2 separate regions of the Zea mays genome follow, and region 2 is linked to region 1. Evidence: chromatin contacts called from public Hi-C data. All regions are on one chromosome and are shown on one strand. Each heading gives the region's core, a stretch centred on a gene start, on an enhancer-like site or on the middle of the called end of the contact. The rest is flanking DNA. Distances are from core to core; before and after follow the strand shown. Region 1 holds the start of LOC100285110 (EF-hand Ca2+-binding protein CCD1). Region 2 holds the start of LOC103626329.

The links. Hi-C and Micro-C count contacts between places; a contact is called where the count stands out from the background.
Region 2: a contact with region 1 is called in a Hi-C map of endosperm, with 2.4 times the contacts expected there. The contact joins the promoter of LOC103626329 here to the promoter of LOC100285110 in region 1. A contact is called at or near these places in 2 of 25 Hi-C or Micro-C datasets (bundle sheath and endosperm).

Annotation. Positions count from the first base shown.
Region 1 is chr5:50,200,019-50,202,696 of Zm-B73-REFERENCE-NAM-5.0, forward strand. It overlaps LOC100285110 (EF-hand Ca2+-binding protein CCD1), which reads left to right and starts at 1,353. Exons shown (of 1, transcript NM_001158005.2): 1 at 1,353-2,134. The coding sequence starts at 1,519. The coding sequence ends at 1,917.
Region 2 is chr5:50,375,408-50,378,085 of Zm-B73-REFERENCE-NAM-5.0, forward strand. LOC103626329 reads right to left here and starts at 1,320. Exons shown (of 1, transcript XM_008646725.4): 1 at 1-1,320. The coding sequence starts at 965.

The sequences.
Region 1 (2,678 bases), core at 103-2,602:
TATTTCTATGTATATATTTAAATTACACTACAGTCTAATGTAAAATAGTGTTTTGAGGGTGGATGCTAGGAATTCGAATCGGGTAGGTACGTACGCTACAATAATATAGTATCTCTCCACGCACTCTGTGTATAGCGTACGGTAACAACCATCGTCGTCCAAACGAAAGTACCCCTTTTTTCGCGAGGCGACGACAGCATCCGTCACACTCACACCACACGTCGAAACGAGCCGCGACGGCCACACGCGAACGCGAACGCGGACACGGATACGGACACGCCTCCCTCCCGGCGCCCCGCGCAGAGGGGAGGCCGAAGCGCGCAGGAAGGCGCGCGCGCGCGGCGCGGTCCGTCCGTCGAGACTCCAGCCCGGGGCCAGCCAGGCGAACCCAACGTCCATCCAGCCTGTCCCGGTCGGTGCGTGGCCGCCTGCCTCTAAGACTGATTCCAGCAATAAATGGTTTTGTACTCTAAATTTAGAGTACGAAACGTTCTCTACATCGTCCAATAAGGAACTCTAAAAGGAACTCTAAAATATAGAGGACGTACGACGAACTCTAAACATAGAAGAGTCCTTGCGTGCACTATCCGCCTGCTCAGCACTGGGGCCCGCTCTTCAATGTGGTCATTCGTCTACCGCTACCTCCGCTGGCCGATTAATTCTATTCTTTTTTTTTGCGTGTAAACTTAATAGTAGCAGCATTTTTGCTAATTGGGATTATTAGATTAGTATTATCAGTTTATGTCCGATACATATATAGATATGTACGTAGAGGATGTTATAAAAAACGATTAGTAATGTCAGTTGCAAAATGTAATTATTATAATTAGTTCCTAATTCATTTTTATAAAATTTCTAGAAATAAATAACTTTATTTTTCCATTACGCACATAAGTTCAAATTGTATTAATATCAAAAAATGAGTATTAAAAATGAATATATGAATTCTATTATCACTGTAGATATAGAGTACCGAATTTAGAGGATGTTGCTGGAGTTGACAAAGATATAGAGGACGAAATTTTTTAGAGAGTTCTGTAAAGGATATAGAATATTCCTTTAGGAGATAGAATTTAGGGAACGTTTCTGAGACAAGCTAACCCCCGTCGTCAGCCAGCGCGAACCAACCGGGGCCGTCGGGGTATCAGTTGGTCCATCCGCAGGGTGGGCAGCCGGGCACCGGCCCGCGCACACGTGACCCCCGCCCGGAAGCCATCGCGTCCCGCGTGGCCACGGCAGCAGGTCTGGGCAGAGGCACCTTCCCTGAAGCCCCAGTCCGGCAGCAGGAGCCACTGAGCCAGCCGTCCCCGTCTCCCGCCTATTTATTCTTCCCTTCCCACCCGCCCCCAAACTCGATCCACCCATCGCTTCTCCCGCTCGTCCTCCTCCTCTCCTCCTGGACAGCAGAGCACAGCACAACACACCGAGAAAGAACAAGCAGCCGCCACCGGAGCTCAGAACCACCATCAGCAGCAGCAGCACACCCGGTCAACCTTCCACACACGCGCGCACACACACATGGCGTCGCAGCAGAGGCAACAGCAGGCGGGAGCGGCGGCGGCGGCGTCCTCCGCCGTGGGCTTCGAGGACTACCTGCCGGTGATGGCGGAGCGGCTGGGCGAGGACGGGCTGATGCGGGAGCTGGCGAGCGGGTTCCGGCTGCTGATGGACCCGGCGCGCGGGCTCATCACCTTCGACAGCCTCCGCCGCAACGCGCCGCTGCTGGGCCTGGGCGGCATGTCGGACGCCGACCTCCGCGGGATGCTCGCCGAGGGCGACTTCGACGGCGACGGCGCGCTCAGCGAGACGGAGTTCTGCGTCCTCATGGTGCGCCTCAGCCCCGAGCTCATGGACGAGCCCAGGCGGTGGCTCGACGACGCCGTCGACCAGGCGGCCCGCTTCCTCTTCACCAGCTGATGATGACGACGACGATGATTGATAACTAATAATTAAGGCTACTAGATGATCGTTGAGATGTTTCTTCTTCTTCTTCTTCCTCCTCCTCTTGCCGCTGTTCATATAGCTGGATGGATCAGGACTTGTGCTGATCGGTCGATGGATTCCATCCATGTGTACTCGTCTGCTGTTCTTTCCTTCCCAATTCCCATGTTCCAATGGAGTCTGGATTCATTAACATGCTTTCTCCTTTCTGACCATCACATCCACACGGATCACATTGCGTGTGTCTACTGCTTCGCTGCTTTTTACACAATCGAGATTAGCATTGGGTACTACAGGGCTACAGAGGAAATTGCCAGGACCACCCCCCAAGTCGTTCTTGAACAGTGGCGGAAGTTTCGGTTGACCTTGTGCCCTGACTGAGTCCCTGACTGACCCTGATGCGCACAACCAACCAAGAGGAAATGGAGGCGACACAGAAGCACTTGTCTGGTCAAAGCCTCAAGCGTGCGTTAGCAGACAGTGGCAGCGGCAGCGAGCGGGACCGCGTCACCGCGCAGCCGCAAGAGTGCTTCTCGCGGGCGAAACCAAGCAGGGGAGACGGACGTGTGAGTGACTCGGTGAGTGCTTCTCGCTTTTCTCAGTGTGTTCACTCGGTCCGCACCGCACCAGCGTCGTCGCTACGAAAAGGAACGGAAGCCGGCCCCTGTTTCGTTTCGTCGCCCTTTTGTTCGCACTGACGAGATGAGTCACGTGTAAGTACAGTCCAGCACGTCGTA
Region 2 (2,678 bases), core at 70-2,569, 180 kb after region 1:
ATCTTCACTTCCTCCACCCGACTGAGGTTCCTCAGCACTGCAAAAGAGGAGCTGACGAGCTTGCTGCTGCTGCCGGCGTGGGCGCAGGCGTGCAGCAGCGTGGTGAGGCCGCCGTGCGCGCAGACGGCCCACACGTTGTCGGAGTTCTCCGTCAGCTCCCTCAGCGCGTGCGCCGCCCTCTGCTTGCCCAGCTCGCTGGCGGTGTCCGCGTTCTCCAGCAGCTGGACGAGCGGGGCGATCACCCCTGCCTTCACCAGCATTCCCCTGTAACGCTCGGAGCTCGCGACGACGGCGACGGCGCCGGCAGCCTCTTCTTGGATGCGCGCGTCGGTGGACTCGAGGAACCCCGTGAGCAGGGCGACGCCGTCGTCGACGTCGAGGGCGACAACCTTCGCACAGAGCTCGTCTTCCACCAACAGCTCCCTGATGGCGGCCAGTGCCTGGCTCCTCTGGACGGTGCCGCCGATCCTGATCCTGGAAAAGAGATCCTTGAGGTAGAAGGCCTTCTCACCCACGCTGGCCTCGGCGCTGGGCCTGACGGCGACAATGGCCTTGGACGGCGACGGCGCCCCGGACGAGACGGCCATCTCCTTGAGCTGCTTCATGTGCGCATCGAGCTTGCAGCTCAGGTTGTCCAGGTCGCTCCTCAGACGAAGCCTTCCACCCTTGTATGACCCGTCGCTGCACTGAGAAGCAACGACCTGGATGCTCCTCACGGTTGCTGAAGCCAGCCGCAGAAGCTCAGCCAACACAGGATGCTCCTTGTCGTCGTCGTCGTCGTGGTCACCGCCGCCGCCGCAGAGTGAATTGAGGCTGCAGCAGAGCAGCTGGAGCTTGTCCTTGATGGACTGCCACTTGGCTGGGAACTGCGAGACAGAGCAGGCCAGCGAAGAGGACGCCATGGACATGAGGAGCTCCAGTGCCTCACCATTGCTGTCTCCTGGCGCTTCTTCAGCTTCTCCCATCTCTGCACTCTGTGGAGGTCACGTCACCACAAGAACACTGTCTACCTACGTAGCATTCATCTTGGGATTGGGAGCTTGAGATGCTATGTATGTGCGCGAATATATGGTGGTGCAAGGAGCCGGGACAAATGTTAGTTTTGTACGGGCATCTACTGGTAGCCAGTGCACGCCACTACGGAGGCAGATGGGTAGGGCTGGTTGGTAGTGCCGGTACCAACCTCTGATCTGTCCTCTAGTTATCCCTGCCATGCTGCCTGCCTCCTGTTGGTTTCTTCCATTGGAATCTTGCTGCTCTCTCTCTCTCTCTCTCTCTCTCTCTCTCTCTCTCTCTCTCTCTCTCTGTGTCAATCTGTGTAGCCTGCCTGCAGCTTCATCTCTAGCTTGGTCACTTGTTCTCTCTGTCATGGTAACTCTTGCACTCTACTTGGCAGTCAGCAGTAGCTAAAGAGTAATCTATTTGGCAAGTACTAATGAATCGTTAGCATATGCACTCTAGCCGCGAATTGATGCAATGAGAGCAATGGGATGGAATGATGGCTTGGATCAGTGGGTTGGGTGAGTTAAATTAAAGGATGCTGAATATATACCCTTCATTTCGTCGCCTCCTTGGTGATATATATAATGGGGTCATGAACTACAGTTGAGTTGGTGATTATGCAGTGCTCTCTCTCTCTCACCATGTATTATCATGCGGCTAGCATCGAGTACCTTTCCGGGAGTAAAATAATAACGGCAAATAAAAAGGGCTTTACATGCAAGCTGTGCTGTTGCCCTGTTGGTCACCTAACCTGCTCCGTGCTAGCAGTAGCACTAGCAGCGTATGATACTTGAAGGTAAAGTCACACCGTACAGCTCTCACACTATTTGCCATTCGAGCCATCATCAATGAGTAGCAGCAGCAAAAACATGTCAGTGACACATTAGTCTGCCATGCTTGCATTCACCAGTTGCGTATAGTCATTATTATTCAGTGACAAATATATGTAAATTTGTCCCAGTAGTTCCAAATAATTACATCATGCCATTATTCAAGTTTATTTATTTAGCATGTTCTTATTGTGCATCTGATCTGGGCCACGGCATGCGGCGAAACAAAGGCACTGCGGGCTGGCTGGCTGGGTCTAGCTAGGGCAATCAGTATTGGCGAGTGCGTGCAAATCTAGTAAGGTACTAGTACTACTACACTAAGGACTCTTGGGCTTTAAGCTTGGAGATGACTCGAGAGATCTCTTTTGTGTGAAAAAGGACGAGCGCCCCTACCTGTTCTTCGCTTCTAATGATTTTTCTTTTCGCCCCACACCGGCCACTCCAGTGATGGATGAAGAGGCAGGAGACATGCATTGATTTGCATAGGCCGGCCGCAGAAGAGTACCCGTCAGCTGCTCCTGCTCCAGGCTTTGCAGTGGATCCAGAGCAGATTATTATCACAACCGGAGCAGTACGACTCACATAAACTAACGGTCGAACGTTTAGACGTAATATATACATACATACACACAGCACGTGACTTGAGAAGTGCCAGCTGCGGCAGACGAAGACGCCGGCCGCCGGCGCGCGTCAGCAGCGAAACGGACCACTCGGCGTCGGCGTTCCGGTGTGGGCACTACTGTGAAGGACCAGCCCATGCGTAGACACTAAAGAACACATGGATGGCTGGCCGTGGTGGCGACCCTCGAGGCAGCAGACATGCCGTTATTGCTGACAGTTTCATCC